2 separate regions of the Mus musculus genome follow, and region 1 is linked to region 2. A link is a contact called in public HiChIP or PLAC-seq data. All regions are on one chromosome and are shown on one strand. Each heading gives the region's core, a stretch centred on a gene start, on an enhancer-like site or on the middle of the called end of the contact. The rest is flanking DNA. Distances are from core to core; before and after follow the strand shown. Region 1 overlaps Kmt2c (lysine (K)-specific methyltransferase 2C). Region 2 holds the start of Galnt11 (polypeptide N-acetylgalactosaminyltransferase 11).

Region 1 (6,182 bases), core at 550-3,049, 53 kb before region 2:
CAAGTTTGTATCATTTCTGTATACACACTTAGGTTGTGTTCTTCTAGTATTTTATCTATACAATGAACTTCCATTTTTTTAACTTTATTTTATTATACAGCCAATAATTGTAATGCTATTTTGCATACAATATCCTTTGCAGCCATTGCTATTACCATGCCATAGGTTCTCAGACACAGTTTGGAGTGCTTGTTACGCTGGCCCAGATGGCACTGATGTGCACTCACATTGTTTTTATGTTCTGATTTGTTCACATCTGAGTCACACCTGGAACCAGCAAACATGCCGGCACAGTTGACTTACTATGCGCTCTAGTGAGAAGCCTCTGGCAGATTCCATGAGTGGAGGACTTGATTTTCATCCCTCCTTTTCACCATAGTTTCTTCCCTGGTCAGAATTGAAAGCACAAACCCAGATTAGGGCAATAAAATGCAGATTATCTGTGAACATTGTATTTATTTGCTTTTTTAAAAGTATTTCCCCACATCTGTGTTTACTGCCACCTCTAAGATAGTATAGATTTACCAGGCACTGGTGTGGACAGTCTAAGCTGCCAAATAAGGCTTCAGTGTGTTCAACTGAACAGGTTTTTTGTCATCCCAGCCATTCAGGAGGCTGAGGCAGAAGGATCACAAATTTAAGGACTGCCTGAACAACTTAGTGAGATCTTATTTCAAAACATTTAAAAAGAGCTGGGAATGTATCCTGTACATTTCTCTCACCTCAGAATTTTTTTATTGGGAAGAACTTCAAAAACTGAATTGTTCCCACCTTTCCTGATACTAGAACAAAGTAATGTTTTCTGTTTTGCTGTATTCTGCTATTTCTAGGAAACTCAGTCAAATCTGAAACAACTTTGTAGTAGTCATACTCCTTATAGTTCCTCTCCCTCTTCCTATTGTATTGGATGCTTACTGTGTGGGGCTTGGTGGTAATTGAGCAGGCATAGTGGAGAGTGCAGCTGCCCACCCGAGCCACATAGCACTTGTAGAGATTGTCTTAATCCACTTACTGTTGCTGGTGTAGGGAGTCGCTAGTGGGCAGCTTAGCTTGCTGTGCTGGTGGGAGGGATGATCAGTGCTAAGGGCCGCCTGTAATGAGGTCCTTCCTGTGGTGTCTTTCCAGAGTGAAGGGAAGGACATCCAAGTTGCAGTCATCCAAGGACAGTTAACACTTACACTGTCATCGCAGTAAGCCAGGCCGAAAGACAGTGTAGAAAAGGACACGGGAACAGTGTAATGTGCTAAAGCTGAAAGGAGCTGTGTTGTTAGGGTTTTTAACTAAACCTTAAATATGGCTTTTCATAAGACTGCAAGGGCAGTGCATTTTGATGAAGAGACTAAAGGTCTGTCGGGGATATTGCAATGTTTACTTACAATCCTTTTTCCTTCCACTTAGGGACTGGGCCTGTATGCTGCTAGAGACATTGAAAAACACACTATGGTCATCGAGTACATTGGAACAATTATTCGAAATGAGGTTGCAAACCGGAAGGAGAAGCTTTATGAGTCTCAGGTACTGTATAAACTGAGCACAGGCAGCCAGTGGGACACACCGCAAATGCATCAGCTGTGTCTGGTAGGGTGCCCAGGAATGTGACCAGGGTGCTCCCAGCACAGACTGAACGTGAGGGGAAGTCATTCAGACCACACCGATGACTGACTACCTGCCTTCTCTTTAGAACCGGGGTGTGTACATGTTCCGCATGGACAATGACCACGTGATTGACGCCACACTCACAGGAGGGCCTGCAAGGTGAGGCAGGAAGGAGACTGTGGCCCAGAGGGCTTTGCTCGGGGAGGGGCAGCGGAGCTTTATACTTGCTTTGTTAACGCATCCAGAGAAGCAGCCATAGTTTCCTCTGTACAGGGGAAGCTCTTCATTGTTTTCACACTGAGTTTTCTGATGTGTCCCACAGATACATCAACCACTCCTGTGCCCCTAACTGTGTGGCTGAAGTCGTGACCTTTGAGAGAGGACACAAGATTATCATCAGCTCCAACCGGAGGATACAGAAAGGAGAAGAGGTAAGTAGGGGAAGGGCTTGCTGAGATCTGTACCAGGGTGTGGCAGTTCCTGACTGCGGCTTCCATCACATCACTCTTAGAGTCTCAGCCTCAACCCAGGGCTTTGCCGTCTGTTTATCTTACTTCAGACATTCAAATGCCGGCTTCTTCCTTGTAGTAGATCATAAAGCCACATGAAACCCACCATATAGTACCAAGTAGCTTAGCATCCTCCTTTCTTTGTCCCTTAATCTGGACAGTCTGATAAGCTCCTTTCAAGATGGTTCCTGTCAAAGTTCTGGCAATCACAGGGACTTGATATATTCACATGATATATTATTGCAAGGACTGTAGGCACAAATTTGGGGAGCTATATGTTCCTGCTCATATGCACACTTAGAAAATTTCACATCATTCATATATATATATAGTATGTTTTTGTTTTGTCTTTAAAATGTTTTATGTAGGACGAGACATTTGTTTCTTAGTATCTCACAGAGATGACTTTGGTCTAGCTCTTCAGGTTATTATCCTTAATTGTCCTATTTACGTGTCCCAGCTCTGGCTTTCACACATGGCATCAGCACCTTGAATGTAGTGCTCTAAATCTGGAGTTAGTGTCCAATACAAAGCTCTTGGGAAGTCTGCTGTGTCAGGAAGCCTGGATGTGCCCACTGTGATGAAGCTCTAGTCTTGTGTAGACAGTGTGAGACCACATCTATTTACTTGGTCTTTGTAGAACTTACCTTTAAAATTAAGAACATCCTTATGTGACTAGGACAGGGCCTGCCGAGCAGCCTAGTATCTCCCCTGAGTGTCATCTTGTATGCATCCTCTAGAGTTGCCAATCCTGTTATTACTCAGCAAACACCTAACAGAAGGCAGTGCATTCTTTTCCCAATGCAGCTGCTCCACAGTGGCTGCAAGTTTTTTGCTCCCTGTGCAGTCTTCCAGATAGTGGCTGATGTTTGAGTTGGAAAGACCCAGAGATTGACTGTTTGCCCTCCCTTGGCTTTATGGGGTCGAGGGAACAGGGTGTAAAGCTTACTTGGAGGGAGTCATGCTGCTTTCCAGCCACCCAGTTGGGTGGCCTGGAGTTTGAGTAAGAATTCTACAGCCATTGAATGCTGATCCAAACAGCTTTTTCTCTAAGGGGAACACTAGCTTACCCTGAGCCATGGTTAAAAACCAGATTCAGGACACCCTGAACTCCATCGTGTTCCACTGAGTTTAAGATGGGATTGACTTTTGCCACCACAGGACCAAAGAAAGTCCTCAATTTGTGCATTAATTGGTGAGACATGAGGTATCGGTAGGTTCTAGATGCTGTCTAAAGACAGGTTTGGGATTGGTGGAGGTAAACATTAACAATGTAAACTCTATGTTATAGTCACAAAGATGTTAGGCCAAGTACAGATGTTGGTAGTAAAAACAATGACGGGGATTTGGACATAGCCCCAATCACTTTTATGGTAGATTTGCAGTGTTCTATCTCTCTATGGTGACAAATTCTAGTTAGCTATAGGATCTTTGAATAGAGGCAGGTTCTTCAGAGGAAAAGGTGGACAAGGGGAAAGCCATGATGTTGACAAGGGCAGGTTCATCTCTGTCCAAACCAAGGAGCCATCTACGGTTTGAGGGAGTACTGGTCCTCATCTTACCCAAAGTGGTGGAGAGGACACTATGAGAAGTCAGAGGCTCGGCACACCAGATCACCACCCCACAACAGTAGTTTCACTTGCCTCTGGGATACCCCACCGCCTCAAGGTTCTATGGGACCTAAACAAACTCAGTGTTGCTTTGGCTTGTGTCTGTTTTGCTTGCTGGTTTTGAAATAGAGGATAGAACGGGGCACTGCCCTGTCTCACACTGTCTGTTTGCCATGGGCAGCTCTGCTATGATTATAAGTTTGACTTTGAAGATGACCAGCACAAGATTCCGTGTCACTGTGGAGCGGTGAACTGCCGGAAGTGGATGAACTGAATGCATTCCTTGCTATCTCACCGGGTGGCTCGTCCCTAGGAAGAGGCGATTCAACACTTCATTGGATTTTGCAGACAGAAAGATATTTTTGTTTTCTGACTTTTTAAGAAACAGCTTCTGGGAGCTCTGATTCCTCAGCCTTGTCTGAAGGATGCTCAGCACAGAGGAGCCGGCTAGGCTGCCTTGCTGCACACTGAGGTCAGCAGAGTCACAGAATGGTCCAGCACTTTTTTTTTCTTTTTTCTTTCTTCTTTCCTTCCTTTTGTTTCCTTGTGGGTGGGTTTTGTTTTGTTATGTTTTGTTAGTCTCACTAAGGAGAAACTTTTACTGGGGCAAAGAGCCGGTGGCTGCCCTGCCCCAGGGTGGGGGCCTTCCTATGAATGTAAGACTGAAATCACCAGCGAAGGGGGCTGTCCAGAGTGCTGGCCACGCCTTACTGACAGGGGCAGGCCCTCAGTTTAACTAAAGTGGACACCACTGATCAAGGAATGTACTGAGATGACTTCCTTAGGGATAGAGCTAAGGGATAATAACTTGCACTAAATACATTTGAATACTTGATTCCATGAGTCAGTTTATTGTAGTTTTTGATTTCTGTAAAATAAGAGAAACTTTTTGTATTTATTATTGAATAAGTGAATGAAGCTATTTTTAAATAAAAGTTAGAAGAAAGCCAAGCTGCTGCTGTTACCTGCAGAACTAACAAACCCTGTTACTTTGTACAAATATGTAAATATTTTGAGAAAAACAGTATAAAAATAGTTATTGACCAAATGCTACCAGGCGCTGCAGCAGCTCGGGTGCTTATAACCGTGGTAGGGATGTTACAATATAATTTTGTGTTATTAAATATGCCATTATAATTATGTAATAACCAAAATTTTGCCCCGGTATTCCTGGGCTTTTTGGAAACTGTCTCTTAGTGCTTGTTTTCTACACCTAACTTCTGACAGCAGCGCGTGTGCTACAACTACAACTTTTATAGCTGTTGGCGATTTAAACTAATGTTTCATATTATATTGTTGCATCCCTACTTCTTCAGTCAGGTTTTTTTGTGCTTACAATTTGTGATAACTGTGAATAACGGCTTAAACACAACCCAAATGGAGGCTGAATTTTTTCTTCAGCAAAAGTAGTTTTGATTAGAACTTTGTTTCCAACCTCACAGAATCATGTAAACATAGAGTCATGTAGCAGGGACCTAACCCAACTCCTTAGCCTTCTATTTAACATAAAAATTTGAAAAAGAAAAAAAAAAGAGAGATGGGGAGAAAGAGAGGTGTGATTATGCTCCCAGCTGCAGGACTCTGGCAATAGGGTTTTTCGAAGATGTAATTTTAAAATGTGTTTGTATGAACTTGTTTGTTTACATTTCTTTAATAAAAAAAAACCACACTGTTTTGTGTTTGCTTGTAGAAACTTAATCAGCATTTGAACCAGGTTAGCTTTTTATTTTGTACTTAAAAATTCTGGTACTGACACTTCACAGGCTAAGTATAAAATGAAGTTTTTGTGTGCACAATTCGAGTGGACTGTGAGCTGTGGGTACATTCAGTGACTCAGCTCTCAGCTTGTAATGTATATGGCATGATGTATTTTTATCTTACAGAATAAATCAATTGTATATATTTTTCTCTTGATAAATAGCTGTATGAAATTTGTTTCTTGAATATTTTTCTTCTCTTGTACAATACTCTGACATCCTACCAGTATTTGTCCTGCCGAGTTTGGTTGTTTTCTGTTCTGTATAATAGTATCTAATGTTGGCAAAAATTGAATTTTTTGAAGTATACAGAGTGTTATGGGTTTTGGAATTTGTGGACACAGATTTAGAAGATCACCATTTACAAATAAAATATTTTACATCTATAGAATGTGCACTGTGTTCTCTGTGGGCTGTGGTCATGTTTGGAGTTTGGTTCTGCTTGGTATCTTTCAGAATTGCTAGTCTAGACATTTGGATGTAAATTCAGCCATGCTCCCTGGCTGTGGGCTCCCCTCCCGCAGTGAAATATGGAAGAGAACTTGTATTAGGGTGGAGTACAGCAGATTAAAGATCATTCTTCATGTTTATTTGCTTGTTTAAACTCTGTGCATTGGTTTGTGTCTGAGATGACGTCTCACTGTGCTGCCCAAGCCCAGGCAGCCTTTTCACCTCCTCATCTGTCTCCTCAGAAGCCAGGACAACAGGTG
Region 2 (6,630 bases), core at 2,495-4,994:
CTCCCCAGCAACCACAGCCGGGCCAATCCTGAGTTGCTACACCTGCACCAGACTCTTTCCTTGTACCCCTCCCATACCCATTTCTTGAGAATAGACATTGTTTAGATCTGGAAATCCCCTACTCCCCCCTTCTCCTTTCCCCCCTGAGGGCTTATAAAAACTGGGACCCCTTCCCCTCGAGGTCGACTCCTCTACCCCTGCGTGGGATATGAGTCGTCCCCAAAGCTCTGGCTTTCCCCAAATAAAGCCTCATGTGGTTTGCATCAAGCTTGGTCTCTTGTGAGTTCTTGGGGGTCCGCTATTATCCCGAGGCCTGAGCGAGGGGCTCCTCTCGGGGTCTTTCAAACACAGTAAAGCATATATAGTCCCTCTCATATTTCTTGTAATTGCACGTGAGTCTACAATTACTACAAAACAAAATCCTTAATTAAAAAAAAAAAGTTGCATGAACATTTACTTCCTAAAATGCTAGCATTAAAAAAGTCCCACCTACCTTCTCAGTAAGGAACTGCTAATGAATTTTGCATTGCCCTAAGAATTCTTGAACATAACTGTGTGTATGCACATGTGTGTACATAGGGGCACATTCCCCTGGCTCCACCTCTCTGAAGACCTCTGAATAACACAGCAGCCTTTTAAAATATCATGAGTAGGTTCAGGGATTTGGTAAAATGAAGCAGATTACCCAAACATTTTTATTTTAGATTTACTTTTATTTTTAATTATACACATACACACACACACACACACACACACACACACACACACGGTCTGCAGAGTCCAGAGGTGTCTGACCCACAAGCAGTGTCAAGTCACCAACATGGGTACTGGGAATTGAACTAGGTTTCTCTGCAAGAACACCACTTCCTCTTAACCACTGAGCCATATTCCTAGCCTCACCTGAAAGACTTACAGGTCAGTGAATTGTAAGGGCTTTAAAGCTAGTGGAAGTTTAATTGTAGGAAAACAGACTGGAGCTCTGCCACTAAGAATAAACGTGTCAGGAATGAACTGGACTTGGTAGTTCACATTTACAACCCCAGCACTTGGGAAGCTGTAGCAGGAAGAATGTGACAACAGTTCGGGCCAGCCTGGGCTACAGAGTGAGACCCTATTGGGAAGTGGGATGAAAATCGCTAGCTAGTGTCTTTATGCAATTCTACTACCCAGCTTAGGGAAGAAGTCCTGACAGCTGTGTACAAAACGGTTTAGGATAGAGGGAGAAAATGTTTAGAATCAAGGAGTTAATGACAACAATCACAAGGAGAAGCCATCTTGGCTTGACCTTGGGCTGTGAAACTGAGTGGGGAAGGTAAAACAAAGACCAACTAACTACCTATACTGGTCAGCATGAATGGCGTCACCTAAGGAAGAAGAGGCTATAGCACCAAGCTTTCAAGTCTTGATGACCCAGAACAAGGGTCAGAGGTGAGCTGGTACATTGAAGATAGGGCAATGCCTTCACATTGGAACCCAGGCTTCACACAGAAACTTAAGACACACGGGAACTGTAGCTGAAGCTACAGAGAAACCAATGCAGAGCAGGTTTACGTAACAAAGGAAGAGCAGGTGCAGAGAACAGATACTGAACAGATCCTCTGGGACACTGGGAACTTTGGAGAAGAACCTAGGAAAAGACTTCCGAAGGGTTCCAAGGATGGAACACAGGGCCCCCAATGGAGGAGCTAGAGAAATTACCCAAGGAGCTAAAGAGATCTGCAACCCTATAGGTGGAACAACATTATGAACTAACCAGTACCCTGGAGCTCTTGTCTTTAGCTGCATATGTATCAAAAGATGACCTAAGCGGCCATCACTGGAAAAAGAGGCCCGTTGGACTTGCAAACTTTATATGCCCCAGTAGAGGGGAATGCCAGGGCCAAAAAGGGGGAGTGGGTGGGTATGGGGGACTTTTGGGATAGCATTGGAAATGTAAATGAGCTAAATACCTAGTAAAAAATTAAAAAAAAAAAAAGAAGAAGGGTTCCAAGGTACATCCAGAAGATGTGCTGACAAGCAATATGAAAGGCCATAAAGGTCACTGGAGACCAAGCCAGACAAGTGGAGCCATCAGACTCAGCAGTCAGTGCTTTTCAAACACGAACTAAGCAATTCAAACCTTCCATAGACATTCCAAAGACAGAAAGCAGAGAAACTATTTGCCAGGATTCTCTAGAGTAACAGAAATTATAGAATGGATTTCTCCATATAGAGAGAGGGGGGATTTATTAGAGTACTCCCGCAAGTCCAACAATGGCCGTCTACTGATGTCAAGTCCAAGAATCTAGTTGCTCATCCACAAAGCTGGAAGTCTCGGCTGTTCTTCAGCATACACTGGAATCCAGCATACAAACAGGCTCTAATGCCAGTGAAGGAATATGGACTTTCAAGTATGGGTGAGAGCAAGCAGGCAAAGAGGGGGCTTCCTTATTCCATAGCCTTTGTAAAGGCTGCCAGCAGAAGGTGTGGCCTTAGATTAAAGGTGGATCTTCCCACCTCAAAGATACAGATTAGAAATGCTCTCCCCACTTCAAATGATTTAATTCAGCAAAAATCTCTCACAGTTGTGTCTAGCCATTTTTGGTTGTCAAGTTGACAACCAAGAATAGCCTCAAACAGATACAGATAAAGGAAAGACCATGGATTCCAATTCAAATGAAGTATCTAAACCAGGTAAACTGAGAGACTGAAGAAGAGCAGGAGTCCCTGCCCTATGTTATAATGTCTGTCCTGAGTGATTGATTTTGGAAATATATGGCACTGCCTGTTAAGACAACACTGTGAATGTACCCGATGCCATTCAACTATACTAGTAAAATAATCAATAAACTTCATGTTAATTATACTTCACAAGAAAAATAGTAATATAAAATTGTTAAGAAACCTGGCAAGAAACAGCACAGAAATGTTAGAGATTTGATTCCAGGGCCATCAAATGAAAACTATAGACTACGGTATGGTGACATTTCAGTTGCAGAGCTCCGTGGCAGGCACATGCTGAGGGTAAGAAAGGCTTACTTCCTGTTTTTCTTAAAGCATTATTTCAAATAAAAGAAGAAATAAGTTTGAAGTAACTGTTTTGTTGGGCCCACGGACTAGAAAGCGTCTCCAGGGTCTCATTTTTTGTTTGAAGATAAGCAACCAACCAACATGATGGCTCTCAAAGTAAAAGGACAAGATCTGACAGACAGGTGGCGGGTCTTCCTATATTTATATTTAAAGCACTAGTTTGGGGTGTACGAAAACCATAAAAGGTAATTTTTTTAACAAGCATACTGCAAAGAAACATGCATCCTTTCTGTCTTCCAGCCTCCTGTACCGACGCGGTCTAAATCCTGACCGTAATAACAGCAATAAAGATAAAATCGGTATTTTTTTCTAGTAAATCACAACACTGGCTGGAGGTTACGGCCACCGAGAGAACGGCCATGCGCAGTACCCATCACTGCTGTTGAATCCGGAAGCAGCTCTGGCCTCCCAGGCCACCAAGCCTGCTCCAGCAGCCGCGTCCCTTCAGGCCGCAGCCCACGCTCAGGCGCCGACGTAGGCCGCGCGGGGTCAAGCGCCGCGGGCCGGCTACTCACCGCGACACCCGCAGGCCGGGATAGCGGCGCTCCAGGGCACGGGCTGCGGCATCTCCGCTCCCGCCACAGCCCGGGCCGAGCCGCACGAGCCGCGGCGCGCGACGCGGCCCACGACACGCAGCCTTGCGGAGCCCTCGCGTCACGGCACGCGTCACCGCACGCACGCCCTCGCCTCCGAGGATGACGTCACCGCCCGCGGCCTGGCGTCACGAGGCCCGGGCTCCTCCCCGCCCAGTGTGGAGCTGAGCTCTGTCCCATAGGGCCTTAGTGAAGTTCACTCCAGAGAGAAGCTTAGATGAGGGGACGACTTTTTCTTGGAGAGAATGTGAGGAAATTTAGCAGATCAAACAGAATGGTAAGGTTTTGGTAGTTGGTCCATTAATGCTGCTTTACATTGACGGGTATCTATATTAATCCTGTTATCTCACCATGCTATTCAGCCAAGACTTTTTTTTTTTAAATCCGTGATGTCTGGTAGAGCAATGGGACATATGTAAGGAGAAAATTCTGCGTCCCTTATTTTTAAGAAAGCAGCATCTCCTGAACCAATAAATTGTTCTAGCTAGCATTAACCCAGGATACTTCCCTCCTGCATTAACTGGCTGTGGTGACCGACTTTGACTTGAAATGCCCCACTGGGGCTTATGTGGAGCTTGGTGCCTGCTGGTGGTGCAATTGCCAAAGATTGTAGAAACTTTTTGGAGGTGGGGGTCAATCTAGAGGGAGAAGGATCAGGGATGTCCGAGGGTCTTACCTGGTCCAATTGTCCAAGTCTCCTTCTGGCTTCCTGCCCATCATGAAGTAAATAACCTACCCCATATACTGCTGTCATCCTGATGTTCTGCTCAAATGCGATGGCCAAGCAACCATGCAATAAACCCTCAGTAACCATGAACCAAAATAACTCTTTTCCCTTTAAGTTGTCAACACAGTGGCACAAAATTAACTCATATGTGGCCCTGCCAAATACTTACTAGTATTGTGAGGCTGTAGGATGCTCTGTGAGGTTACCTAGGTCTATCCTTAAGGCTGAAATCCTGATGGCCCTTATCTGTGTCCTTCCATGGCCATTGCCCTCAGTCAAACAGTTGCTGCTCAATGCCAAAGAAAGCATTTTTCATAGTTCCCATTCTTGTCCACACAGCATCTTAACGGGAACTCATGGTTGTTTAAGGGATGACTCTCTCACGAGAGGGCAATAGAACAGAAGCATTGTCATGCCATAACCATGTGTCTGCTATTGTTCCTGTATGTGTGACAACGTTCCTGACAGAAACTACTTAAGGGTTTATTTTGGCCACAGTGTGAGGTACAGCCTCTGCTGTGGTGGGTAAGCCATGGCAAGCAGAGGTCTAAGGTAGCCTGTGACACTTCACCCTCAGGAGGCCCAGAGAGGCTGGTGCTCATCTTACAACCTGGTTTGTTTTGTTTTTTTGTTTTGTTTTGTTTTTTTCTTTTTATTTGATCCCTGCTCCATGGCCACCCACATTCCAGGTAGGTTTTCCTTACTCAGCTAAACCTCTCAGGAAACCACAAAGACATGGCCAGAGCAAGGCAGTGCTGCCACACACCTTTTATCTCAGCACTGGGAAGGACAGCAGAGACAAGTGGATATGAGTTTGGGGCCAACCTGATCTACAGAGCTAGTTACAGGACAGCCAAGGCTACACAGATTAGCCCTGTCTCAAAAACAAACAAACAAAACAAAACAAAAAAAGACCTGCCCAGAACAGGAATGTTTCCTAGGTAATTTCAAATCCATCAAAGTGGAAGTGAAGATTTAGCCAGTTTACTAGGATCCTCAAATGGGTGAAGCTTACAAAATACAGGACCGCGGTGAGCATCCTCGAGCTCAGTCCTGCTAGGAACCCATAAGAAACACCACTGCAGTGATGAGAGAGCAGGTAGGTTGTGCCTGCATGGGCTGTGGGGGCATCCCTGTCAGGCATTTCCTCCTTTTTCGTCCTTTCAGTATGTTTCTTCCAGAATTTTCTTTGTAGATTTTGTGAATTACCCCTCTTTGGCCTTCTTAAACTCACCTTCTCTAGGGTGAACTCTATAGCATTCTCCAAACCCCAGAGAAGTTCTCTAGCATTGGGGAGTCTGTGGACACGGCAGGCAGGAGACTAGCTGCTTCTGTCCCAGTCCCTGCAGGGCCCAGAGCTTCTTAGAGAAAAGCAGGACATAATTGAAGAAGCCTTGGGAAAGCTGTGGGTCACAGACTAGAGAACAGAGGGCAAAGATGTGAAAATAGAAGCAGAAAAGAAGAGCGGCACAGGATATAAAAGCCAGTGGGAGCACTTGGGGAACCTGGCTGGAACACATGGGACCTGAGACACCCTGCCAAGGTGCCATGAACATCAGACACTTAGGAACCCAGCCAAGCCAGGAAGTCACCGACTTACACTGGCGGCAAGAAAGGAACTTGATTCACCTCAGCCACGATACACCAATCATGGCTCTCTGGGAACACTTTCCTGAGGCAACCATTTCAGCCCAAGAGGCTGGTGGAAGCTCCGAGAGCAGAGAGCAGGTTCCCATGGACTGTCACAGCCAAGTGAACTGGTCAAATAATCACAACCAATACACTTTATCCCAGTCAGTCATACACCAGCATCTGAACTGTGAGACAGCGTACTTCTCTACTGTTGAGGTCCTTATGCCCACAACTCCAGTGGCAGATGAGCAACAGAGAAAGAATTGTCACTAGAGGTCAAGAAAGGCACTCCCGAAAGACTGGCCACTCTGAATGTATTTTTCATTGCATTTTACATAGTTGCATGATGCTCCAGATTTGTCCTGTGGTGCGAGATGTTGAAGAATTAGGGGACATTTTCACCCTTCACTAACTAGAAACGATTTTTTTTCCTTTTCCTCTCTGTGTTAAATGGCTCCAACTCTGGAAAGATATTATCCAAATACCACTGGAATGACTTGCAACCCAGGCGTTTCCTTAATTCCACGCGCTCACTAATATTTCCACAGGAAACGTATGTCAAAGAAGGTCTTTGAAGAAAAAAGTTTCCCTAAATGAAAACAAAGAATC

What was found. HiChIP or PLAC-seq counts read pairs in DNA pulled down with a chosen protein or histone mark.
Region 1: a contact with region 2 is called in an H3K27ac HiChIP or PLAC-seq map of embryonic stem cells, with 4 times the contacts expected there. The contact joins the enhancer-like site here to the promoter of Galnt11 in region 2. A contact is called at or near these places in 5 of 39 promoter capture datasets (embryonic stem cells, epiblast stem cells, liver and 2 more), 1 of 484 Hi-C or Micro-C datasets (liver), 6 of 115 datasets of contacts at active chromatin or transcription factors (embryonic stem cells, intestinal villus epithelium and stem cell-derived neural progenitor cells) and 4 of 9 other capture datasets (adipose tissue, embryonic stem cells, liver and 1 more).

The regions. Positions count from the first base shown.
Region 1 is chr5:25,271,473-25,277,654 of GRCm38.p6, reverse strand. Kmt2c (lysine (K)-specific methyltransferase 2C) reads left to right here. Exons shown (of 59, transcript NM_001081383.2): 56 at 1,399-1,515; 57 at 1,682-1,755; 58 at 1,919-2,027; 59 at 3,897-5,860. The coding sequence ends at 3,989. Among named protein-coding and RNA genes, the nearest start is that of Galnt11, 52 kb to the right of the region's middle. Within about 2 kb of position 1,799, at least 10 of the 459 cell types and tissues checked have an H3K27ac peak or open chromatin away from gene starts, as enhancers often do. A contact at or near this core is called in embryonic stem cells and trophoblast stem cells, where this site is marked.
Region 2 is chr5:25,219,986-25,226,615 of GRCm38.p6, reverse strand. Galnt11 (polypeptide N-acetylgalactosaminyltransferase 11) reads right to left here and starts at 3,744. Exons shown (of 12, transcript NM_144908.4): 1 at 3,585-3,744. It overlaps Galntl5 (UDP-N-acetyl-alpha-D-galactosamine:polypeptide N-acetylgalactosaminyltransferase-like 5), which reads right to left. Exons shown (of 9, transcript NM_026449.3): 9 at 6,327-6,610. The coding sequence ends at 6,434.